2 separate regions of the Zea mays genome follow, and region 1 is linked to region 2. Evidence: chromatin contacts called from public Hi-C data. All regions are on one chromosome and are shown on one strand. Each heading gives the region's core, a stretch centred on a gene start, on an enhancer-like site or on the middle of the called end of the contact. The rest is flanking DNA. Distances are from core to core; before and after follow the strand shown.

Region 1 (5,695 bases), core at 2,451-4,950, 450 kb after region 2:
TGATAAATCATACCATATAAAATATTTTTCTAATACTTATCCACTTTCTAGATAAATCATACCATATAAAATATTATATTTTTAGAGTATTTCATACTTTATTACGAAGCATGGCAACTATGACTCATACATGTTTTTAGTAACTCCCGTCGGCTTGGTCCTGAGGCCAACGGGAATAATAAGTTTGAACGCTCGGGCGCGTCCTAACATTAGTAACTCTTGTTGGCTTGGTCCAGAGGCCGACATAATTATTAACTCCTGTCGGCCTGGTCAACCGAACGACGGAGATTATTTAATTGCCGTCGGCTACGTAACGGACGACAGGGATTGCTTTATTGTCGTCGGCTTGGGACAAAACCGACGGGGATTATAATAGCCGACGGGATTGTCAGTATTCTTGTTGTGTCTCCAATAATCTTCCGAAATCTTCTCAATAATTCACTATGGAAACATGGCAACTATGAGTTATGAATACTTGCTTTTCATGTATGAACTAATATTTTTTACACTTAACTAAGTTCACGGAGAGGCCCTTGCACAAACAACACACAATAAATTTTGCCATTGACCAACACACGATACGAACTGGACATCCAACTGTTGAATTGCTAGATCAAATTGAGTAGACAATCACACGTATTCTTGTTAGGCAAAGGAAGAGGTTAAAATACTAACAACCAAACAGGAAGCTCAAGTAACAAATACTTTGGAGTTCCCATATTTCAATTATCATAGCTTCAGATCAATGCAGCCTGCAAGAAACAACAAAAATGGTTAAACTTTCTGTTTTTTTACCAGGTCTCTTAAGAATTCTCCACCTCTTTCAAAAAAAGAAAAGAATTCTACACCGATTCTAATATTCAGACTATATAGTTGGATCTTGGTACTGTCAAATCTTCTCAAAACCTTCGCATGTATGAGGCAATCCAAACCTAATCAGTTGGGATAATGACATGGCCTTTCTTAATTCACATTTGAAAACAGAGCTGTAGCAGAAGTAGCCTACAAACTATATATAATACATACACAGCTTAACAAAGTCAGACTACTGGGTAGAACTAACATAGACACGATAAAGAGTGGTAGCGGTAACACAGTTTTTTGCTCATTAGAACACATGGGAATCCATAGAATGTTCTTAAAACAAAGGATTTCACATGACTTTTTTTATATATTTTCTGCTACTATGTAGTGTGTCCACTCAAATTTTATTCATTGCTGGCCAGTACAGGACATATATAGACGTCAGATCATAACAAACAGCAGTAAGGAGGTTGCAGTTCAATAGATCTGGGAGAGTTTTCTACTTTAATCACATGTGCAGAAAAAAAAGTAGTTTCTTTCTTTTATTTTTTATACTATCTTCTTTTCTATTCCATTTCATTTCTCCTTTCTAGAGCCACACGAGCTAGTTTCTTAGGTCCATTGCAACATGCTACAATATCATCAGTGTGCAGATCACCCAGCTTTATCCACAGTGACTTGCACAGTGCAACTATCTTCTTTTACGCCTTGGAATATAGATTAACTGTATTTTCCTATAAGGTGGTGCAGATGTAGCTAGCTTCCTCGTGTTGACACCTACGTGGTGGGTGCATCGACATCATATATCCTGTTGAGTGTAAAAAGGTGCTACAGATGTGTCCAAACAGATATTTTGCTAAGAGAAACCTTCTCAGATCGCACATGTTAAAAAATAACCCTTGCTCTGCCCTTTCAAAGCGGCTTGTAGCTCATATAAGAATAACCACCACAAGGTCAAACATTAGATCTATGTTGTGGTATGAGTATGAGAAGGACCAAGTTTTAAGCATATGCCTTATAACTATGCTTTGACGTGAGACGGGCGAGAAGATTTTTTAAAACCTCAATCTAAAAATTCATTTCTACTCAAAACCTGAGAAGTACTACTATAGCTATCTAACCAACACAGCTGGAGATCCGATCCGTTCACAGACGTGTGCGATCAGGACCAGCAGTCCAGCATCCAGGAAGGTGATGTACGACTAATCGCTAGCTAGCCAAGAAAGCGCTGGGTCAGTTGCAACAAGTCCTCTCATGCTACCTAAGAAGAAAAACTGTGCGTGACTTCAAGAGCTCTAGGTGACAAGTGAAGCTGGTTTGGATAGAACAGTAGCCCATACATGTTTTGACACCTATGCATCATGGTTTCCTTTTCAGAAGAGAATAGATGCAAAGCCACCATTGGGCGTGCCATATGACAACTCCTCCTGTCACTGTCAAGAAAAGCAAACAGAGATAAGGGAGCGATGAAACATGTTGCGTCCGATGGCCAGTAGCTAGTAAATTGAATTTTCGGTTGCCACTCATGTCAGGTCTCGAAGCAAAAGTAGGATCGATGGTGCTGAAATATGAGCGCCTGGCTAAACAATCACCTTAGGATGTGTTTGGTTTGAAGTTAAAGTAGTATGAGGGGGTGACATCATCCACTCGATTTTTTGGATCACGTCGCTACCAAAAATCGATCCGGTGTTCATCTCACTTCCTACGTAACTCTCATTCAAATACCATAGAAAATATAGCTGTCCCCTTGTACGTTCAACCAAACCCACCTTTATGGCTGGTTTGGTGCATAGAGATCATGAAAGTATCTATGTAAGTAATTTTCTTGCTATTCAATTTTGAATAGAAAGTGGATTCCTCTCTATAGATCCGCTCGTGATCTCTGTTCACCGAATCAGCCATTAATGTCCTTCCAAGCCGGCTTTCTTTTTCCTTTTGTTTTGATTCTTATTTTGACCGGGGGGGCAGATAAACTTGTTGACGCTTGGCAGATGACGCTTCTTCTCGTTAATCCACCGAGAAGCCAACTTTCTGGCACTGAGGTGCACAGTCCATGATAAGCTGCTAGGACCACTGGAGAGGGAGATCCATGATACAAGGCGGAGAGAAATGTCGCATAAAGACTGCACTTGGGTAAGCACCGTTTGACAGACAGGTGGTCAAAGTCAAGTTGGATTGCTCCACAATAATTCCTCTCATGGAGCCCACACACGTACACCCAGCCCATCTCGCCAATGATGCCATGGCTTTGGGGTGGGGGCATTTGTCGCGTTCTGGTGTGCTGGAAACGGAACGGAGCAGTAGCAGTTCAAAGGAGCAAACTTGGGGGAGCTTTGTTACTTACTAGTGTAGCTTGCCTTGAAGCTTCTGCTGCTGAGCACCTCGTCTACATATGTACAGCAGTCATGCTGACTTGCGCCGCGGAGCAAGAATTTATGCACGGTGGTCGCTGCTCTCAAGCAAACTTGTTTTCAGTTAACAGTTGTACTGCTATCAACTCGTCTGGAATCTAGTACGGTCAGTGGATGACACGTGGTGGAACGGTGCTTGCCAAACTGACTGCCTTCATTCTTCATGGCCTACAACTACAACAGGTCAGATTGTTCGGCGAGTCGACCTTCTCCAGGTGTACGATTGCAATAAGCAGCCAAGATCAAGCGTAGCACTTTCAGTATCGTAATCTGCATTTTTTTCTGGTTGATAGTTTTTTTTTTACTGAAAAGGTCAGGATAAGTTTTTAAGGTGGATAATTAATAACGCAAACAAGAGATTACCTGGTCATATTCAGGCGATGTGGATCCGGTGGTCGTCGGTGAGCGGTGCGCGCCCGGGTGGGAGGCTTAACTTTTTCCTTACAGGCCTGGAGACTTGGCCCACATAATACAGACTGCCCAGCTGGCCAGCTCCTTCGCGAGAGCTCGATCCACTCGGCCTCTTTAGCAGTGATGGGCCAACAAATGGAGTAATCTATCACCCCAAAAAAAACATAAGGCCGTAAAAGATGGTCTTTAGATACAATTACACTTATTTGGGCTGACCAGGTACGACAATTACCTGCGAACGATGTTGGTCACGAGCGAGAAGAAGGAACCGTAATTCACTTATTTGGGCTGACCGCTTCTTACATCCGTACATGGGCTTTATATGGCCCATTGCTCGTGGCCTGTTACCCCGCTATGCACTAGTGTTGCGCTTTTTTTCATTTAAAATATTTAGATTTTAAAACTATACTCCAGAACTGAAATATTGCGAAAAAAAAATGAGTGGCTACCGTCCCAATAATGGACTACAGAGGCTCAATTATGAATATTTTTGCATTTTTTTGGCACCAGGATCCCTAGGGGACCTGCCGCCGAGTATAGGGGCAAAAAAGACCCCCTCGTCTCTATACTCTTATTTTTTAAATAGGGTGTTTGGTATGTTTCATATGAGGAAAAAATATGCGACGTCTTGTCTTGCAACTCCTGGCACTACTAGCCAGTACACCTATGATGATAATTTCTCATATAGAATATACTAAACATCTTATTTAATAAGGGCAAAACATGTGTCGCCCCTCCCTCGACCAAGACGGTGTGATATCAAAGAATGAATATCTTTGGTACAAGATTGCGATATCACAAAGGTGCATGGCATGTACAAAGCTCTGAGATTAATCTCAAGAAAATGCTTCTGAACACCATGGTATTTTTCCCTTCATACTCAACCAATTGTCATAACCTTAATTCTGCAAAAACCCTAATACCTGATTACTCCAAACCAAACAGACTTGCCACTGCTAGCACGCACGTGCCACACCAGCGCGAGCAAAGCCGGTGGTTTGGTGCGTGCATGCAGGTGCAGCGTCTGGCTGGCAGAGCGCGTCGTCGCCGTGGACAGGAGGATTTCTTTTTTGTTTTCTGAACAAGGACAGCAGGATCTTTTTGCAGGACACAGGACGACGCCATCTATCACGTCGGCGTCGGCGTCGGCGGGGCCTGGTAGCGTGGACTCCGCGTCATGCGCCCATGCCCGTGCCGACACGCACCGGACAACTCGTGCATGCAACCTGGCCGAGCGGCGAGAGCGTGCTTATTAATTTATTTATTAATTAATCAGATCAGAAGAAGCCCCGGTGGAGTGGAGTGGAGCCACGCGCGCGCGCATCTCGACGGCGATTTTTCAGGCATGAACGCGCCGCGACCGACCGACCGAGCGCCCTGACCACGCGCTCACGCACACACTTACGTAAGGAACAGTTGGATGCATGCATGGCACTGGCACAGCACAAGAAGCACATGTTCCCCGTGCGGTGCGGCACAAGTGAGGACCCAGCGCAGCAGCAGAGGAGATCTCCCACTTCTCCAAGTACATGTACTCCTACCCACCAACACTTTCTGCTCGGTTGGAGAAGCATGCGGACGCAAGGGAATCAGAAGGCGGTGGGTGGTTGGTGAGTCTCTTGCGTCTCATATGCTACTGTCCACGTACACAGATCTAATCTAGGATAATCCGGGGTACCTAGCTAGCACTACGAGTATGTAGTAACTAATTAACCTGCGGGGTGTACTATAGCTAGCTTAAGAAAACAAAGGAGAGGAACCAAGTATATATGACGGACAGCGCTAAGGCTATCGTCTCCAGCAGCTCTCCTACTCCCTCTAGTCTAAATTGACGTTTAAGGCAACGAAGGAATGGATCAAAAATTTTGATGTTTTAGCTTTTGCATGCAAATTTAGCCGTTTTTGCCCCTGCATGCGCGCTTAGCGTGCACCAATGTTGCGCATTTAATTCCCCTTGCTACATGGGGCTCCTTATTTTCTCTGCATGCATGCGTATTAAACATGCTGAAATTGTGGAGCAGCATAGACACTTTGTCACGAGCTAAAAAGAAAAGAAAATGAAGACCGGC
Region 2 (6,117 bases), core at 237-2,736:
ACAATCATGATGCATGCTCATTCTAGACGTCTTCTCAGACCTAACTACTTTTTCGGGTGCTTCTACAACATCCTTATTAATAGTAGTAGTAGCCTTTATGGCCTATATAAATAGCCACCAAGCTACCCATCTATTCCCTAAGGCTTCACGTCATAGGTTTATCTTTACCGTCCTGACGATCTATCCAACATTGGTTTCTAAGCAAGTTTTACTTTTAAAAAGTTGGTATTCATGACTTATTGACTTCTCTGAAGTGGTACTCGCTCCGATACCAGCTATGGCGAAACCGTCCAAATTATTCCAGCTTAAGTGGCCAAGTCATACCCTTAAAGGTAGCAACACACTTAAACCGGAATAACTCGTTAGTCCCTCGGATCTAGTCCGATAAAGCCACTTATCCAGGATCGAATACCACTAGCTCACTCGAAGGTGAGGCACAGAGAAATAAAATAAAGCATAATACCATAAATTAAGAAAGTATCATTAGTGATTACATTATCAGAGTTTCAGAAACAGTAACCAAAATTTTTAATGCAGCGGAAATAACTAACGGAGAAAACCGAGTAACATGGCGAAGCCTGGCCACACTACTCCTCCTGGTCCTCTCCTGTGGAAGCAATAACCCTCTCGACCATCTATCCTGGAAGCAATAACCCTCTCGACCATAATTTATAAGGACTGATTCTAAACTGAACTTAAGCAAACAATGCAATCTCTGGAATCTGTACTGAAATTGGACAGATTCAGTTACTGAACATGTGAAAAGCATAGCTTCTAAACGATCAGACTTATGGCTGTCAATTTTTAACACGAGCAAGATAATAAAGTTATGTACAACTTTTCTATATGATTTTTCTACAAAACACATATTTTACTTAACTAGATTACACGCACAACCAAAATTGTACACGCAGTAATTTTAGTTTGCTAGCACAAGAGCACTTAACTAAATCACCAAGCAAAATCATAGAGAGACACTATCACCAATTTCTCAAGTTCAAATCATTATGACTTAGTTATCAAGTTTCAATTTGTATCAGGACACTTAAGCATTTCACGAAATAGACACCAAGGGTGTCACACTGGAATGGATCCGAGATTAGGATAAATCTCCCAACATAACACGAAATAGACACCTAGGGTGTCACACTGGAATGGATCAAAAGGAGTTAAAATGTGCAACTTATATTTTTTTCTAATATTATGTGATTTACTTCTATGTTATAAATCATTTTCTAAAATTCTTTTTACTAAAAACAAGAGCTACGGACTGTTGTTACCATTCTAAAGAATACAGGGTAGCTTATAAATATCTTGGACTCTATCCCAATTATTTTACACATGCCAAGGACGGCATGTTAAAACCCTAGATCTGCAGGGGCTCTTAAGCAAAATAGACGGCTCGAAGGGGTACGGGTGAGCTAGGGCCATCCGATCAGACTCTGGTGGCTCAGATTAGAAGTTATATATACTAAACCGGTATGCAATCCGAGCCGCCCAACGAGCGATCGACGGCCCGGATTTTGAAACAACTAGATACTAACGCCGTCCCTCCATCTCCCGATCTCCGGTTTAGATCAAACCGACGCAGGGGTGATACTAGATCTAATCTCCAGTGCTCATTTTGTGATCAACGTACATAGGCCCGTCTCCCCCCCCCCCCCCCCCCCCCCCCCCCACAGCTCGGCAGGACAGTGGCACATGTCTTCCCTGCGGTGGCGTACCACCGGAGCCCATCCCAACGACACGATTCTCCGGCTAAACCCCAACGCAGGAGGTGCAACACAAGTAGAGCTTAATAGAAGATGATATAAGCTTCTTACTAGGGATGGGAGCCTCCGCAGAAGTCTGTCCGCGATGGGATTTCGGCTCGCCGACATCGTCCGACCATCGGTGAGAAATCGCCGATACCGTGGTTTCCATATTCACCCTGCTATGTGCCTCCTACGTGCGACACGATCAGCCGAACGCCCAGGACCACGCATAGAGGACATAAGGGCGGCGAGCGCTTGAATAGATCTCAGCGGTGTTCCCCGGCGAGCAGGACCAGTCGCACCGGCGCCGAGGTTAGCGAGGATGGCCCCGGCCTTTATACACGCATGCGGAGCCGGACTGCGAACGATCCCTCCTGCGTGGGGCCCACCAAATCGCAACTGACGCCAACAAATTCGGTCGAGCACGCGCGTGGGGTTAGTTGCAACCATCTGCGAGGTTCACGGTGAGGTTGGGGATGAATATGACACATGGGTCCCAATAGTCAGTGAGGGAGTCCAAACGCGCAGGTGCGGCTTCCGGCTGATGCGTGGGCCCATGTGGCAGTGGCTAGTGCGAGTGGGCGTGATAGAATCCGACCGCGCGGGGCTAATTGGGCCGCGCGCCCGTGGCTTTGGGCCCACGCAGGTATGGTTCTCCTTTCTTTTTGTTGTTTTGGTTTTTTTTCTTTTTATTTCTTTTTTTCTATTTTGATTTCCATATTTCGAATCAAACTCAAATAAAATTTGGATTTAAAATGCACAGCTAAGAAAAGTCCAGCATGGTTATGTAAAGTTTACTTCTATTTATTTATTATCTTGTTTTAGCTATTAAACAAACGTTCTCTTACTATGAAACTCATAAAATACACTAATCTAAAAAAAATCGAATATATCATCCTAGATCCTTTGGTGATTATTCTGTAGGCAATAATTCTAAATGTTTTTATTTGTGCACGAATTTCTGAATTTATTTCCTACTAAGAGATAGCTTCATAGGCACTATAGTGAATAATTTTACTCCCTAAACAATTTGGAATCTTTCTATTTTTCTCATTTAATCTCAGTTCAAAGTTTTAACTTCAAGTTTTGAACTACCAAAGTTTGAATATCACTATTTATTTCCTCTATACATTATAATGAAATAGACATTTTAGCTTAATCTTTTGGAGAGCCTTTATAATTCCAAAAATAAGATTTTGGGTGTTACACAAAACTTATGGACTAACTAGTTTGCCTAGTTGATCTTTTCTCAGGTACATAAAGTTCATATACATCTGTAAGGAAAATGGACCCTTAGGTCGTTTCTATAAATATGGTGTGAATCAGACTTGCACCAGCCTGCGGTGCACCGGACTGTTCGGTGTGCACCAGACAGTGTACGGTGCCCAGGCTGGCGCGCCCGACGAACAGGCCGCTCTCGGGAAAACTCAGCGCTCCATGGCTATAATTCACCGGACTGTCCGGTGAGCCCATGGCCAACGGTCAACTTCGCCAACGGTCGACTGCCACCGGAGTCAGAAACTGTCAGAAGGTTAGAAACGGTCAGGCGTCAGGTCGCATCTGACTGTCCGGTGCGCCACAGGGGCAGGCGGATCCAACGCTCGACTGCTACAGACACCAATGGCCGAGTGACATGGCAGGCACCGGACAATGAACAGTGTCGTGTCCGGTGTGCACCGGACTGTCCGGTGGGCCCGTCGATAGAAAGCTGCTCCTTTCTGTCCAACGACTATAATTCTGGTGGGGGCTATAAATACAACCCCAACCACCTCCATTCAGCACATCCAAGCATTCAATACATCCACATTCAATACAAGAGCAAGGAATTCAATACAAGACACATTCAAAGCTTCCAATCATCTCCAAGTCCCACAATTAAGACAAGTGATCAATAGTAATTAGTGTCTTGAGAGAGTGTGATTCGTGTTTCATTTGTTGCTCTTGTTGCTTGGCTTTTTAATCATGCTTTCTTCATCTCCTTCTAAACTCTCTAAGTGACTTGTAAAGCTAACAAGAGACACCTAAGTGTGTGGTGATCCTTGCGGGGTTTTTGTGATCCTTGAGATTAAGAAGAAGCACTCAATCGGTCTAGGTGATCGATTGAGGGAGGGAAAGGGTTGAAAAAGACCTGGCTTTTGTGGCCTCCTCAATGGGGATTAGGTTCGTTGGAACCGAACCTCGGGAAACAAATCGTTGTGTTCATTTGTGTTGATCATTAACTTGCGATTTGATTCTCCCTCTCCCCTCTCTCTAAAAGTTCTCTTGCTCACAATCCTTTGAGTTAGCTCCCGAAGTTATCCACATTAATTGTGCAACTCATAGCAAGAAGAACTCTCTTCTGCACTCTGTATTCATTATTATTTGTTTCTAATCCTAACCCCGGGTGAAGTACATGTTCAAAGTTTATAATTTACAGGTTTTGCCTATTCACCCCCCTCTAGGCGACTTTCACCACTCCTGTAGACAATTTGGTGATTTTTATAATACTGTTCCCGTATGGAGGGTCCGGTGCACCACCGGACTAATCCGATGCACTAGGCATCTGAAGCCCCTAGTCTGGGTTCTCAGCGAACTCAATCCGGTGCACCATCGGTCCAGTCCGGTGAGGCCCATCACCTAGTTGAAATCCTTTTTAGCTAGGTGTTCTTCGATTCGAGTTCTATGACTTAGACAAACATAATTGGAGTATGTTTGACATACCTAATTCATAGGTTCATACCTTTTATCTCATCTCCTTTTGAGTTTTCTTGTTTCTGCTCAGAACAAGTCTAAATAAATAGTTTATAAAAAAACTAAGTTAGAGATCGAACCAAAGTGCAAAAGACATTAATATAGGTGTGTGCAACTTATTCAAAAGTTCAAACCTCATTGTTTTACCTATTTTAATAAAGTTGCACTTTCCTGCGTTGTTTGAGTATATATGAACTTCACTTTACTCAATTTGCCTTGAATTGGACCTGTGCTCATAGACTTGTCAAATAGTTAGTCTAGTATGTTGTGTTTGACATTAATCACCAAAACAATACGGAAATGGCTTATTTGCCTATTTCCCTTACAATCATTCCCTTTTTGGTCATCAATGCCAGCACAACCAAAGCATAAATAATATGACTAACTCAAATCTAGTTTGCTAATCCATATGAGCCTAAAGAATTCAAATTGAGCTTGACTAAGTTGGTTTTGAGTATTTGACGTTTTTGGACCAATTTAGCACCACTTAGCCTTTTTGATTTCGCAAATCAAATTCTTTTCTATGTTTGGAGAACTTCTTTCTTGAAAAGATTTGCAAGTCACCAAAGCTTTTAACCCCCTCCCTTTTTGCATAAGAGAAAAGAACTCCTTTGTTTTACAAAGATTTTGCAAATGGTTCTCCTCTTAGCTTCTCAAGAGGGTTTCACATATAAATACCAATAGATGCTAATCGAAAATCAAATCCAAAACTTTTTGAAAATTGGTTAAGTGATCGATTCATTATGCTTTGGCATATACTTTCTGCCCCTTTGGCATTAAGCATCAAAACGAAGAAAGTCAAATGGACTATCTACAATACTCAAAAGGAATAAATAAATAAAGTAGGAGTATTGCAAAACTGAGTGAAGTTTGAGTCGCCGTTGATACCGAGTGTGGAAGCGTCTTGCTCCACTCCACCATTTCCTTTTCTAACCTTGAGATTAAACACAAGATTAACTCCAAAACATTGTTAGTCTCAAGGAGGTCAAAATGTAGACTATCCTCCACCTAAATGCGCGTATCCAAAGCACTTGGACTTGTGAGGTCCAGGATGATTTTCTACAACTTGACCTTGATACTCACATGAATATGATATAAAGTACAACATTAATAATATGATCAAGGTATAATCAAAATGCGCAATGTATGCAATACTCAATCCACGTTTCGAGAGTCTAAGATGCTTATCTCACTCCTGAACTCAGAAAATCTTCTCTCATCAAGAGGCTTGGTGAAGATATTGATAATTGATGATGGGTACTCACATGGTCTATAACGATATCTCCCCTTTATTGGTGGTCTCTCAGAAAGTGGTGTCGAATGTCTATGTGCTTTGTGTGGCCGTGATCAACAGGGTTCTCTGCCATGTGGATCTCACTCTCATTATCGCATAGGAGTGGAACTTTGCTCATATTGTAGCCGAACTCCCTAAGGGTTTGCCTCATCCAAAGTAATTGTGCACGGCAGTGTCCTACGATAATGTACTTGACCTCAACTGTAGATAGGGCAATAGAATTTTGTATCTTTGAACTCCAGGACATCAGGGATCTTCCCAAAAATTGGTAAGTCCTGAATGTACTCTTCCTATCTACCTTACATCCGGCATAATCGTCATCGGAATATCCAACCAGGT

The links. Hi-C and Micro-C count contacts between places; a contact is called where the count stands out from the background.
Region 1: a contact with region 2 is called in a Hi-C map of ear, with 1.8 times the contacts expected there. The contact joins two enhancer-like sites. A contact is called at or near these places in 3 of 25 Hi-C or Micro-C datasets (bundle sheath, ear and leaf).

Annotation. Positions count from the first base shown.
Region 1 is chr5:94,816,816-94,822,510 of Zm-B73-REFERENCE-NAM-5.0, forward strand. No RefSeq gene overlaps it. Among protein-coding and RNA genes, the nearest start is that of LOC103626716, 26 kb to the right of the region's middle. Within about 2 kb of position 3,701, at least 20 of the 20 cell types and tissues checked have an H3K27ac peak or open chromatin away from gene starts, as enhancers often do. A contact at or near this core is called in bundle sheath, ear and leaf, where this site is marked.
Region 2 is chr5:94,365,750-94,371,866 of Zm-B73-REFERENCE-NAM-5.0, forward strand. No RefSeq gene overlaps it. Among protein-coding and RNA genes, the nearest start is that of LOC100191856, 71 kb to the left of the region's middle. Within about 2 kb of position 1,487, at least 17 of the 20 cell types and tissues checked have an H3K27ac peak or open chromatin away from gene starts, as enhancers often do. A contact at or near this core is called in bundle sheath, ear and leaf, where this site is marked.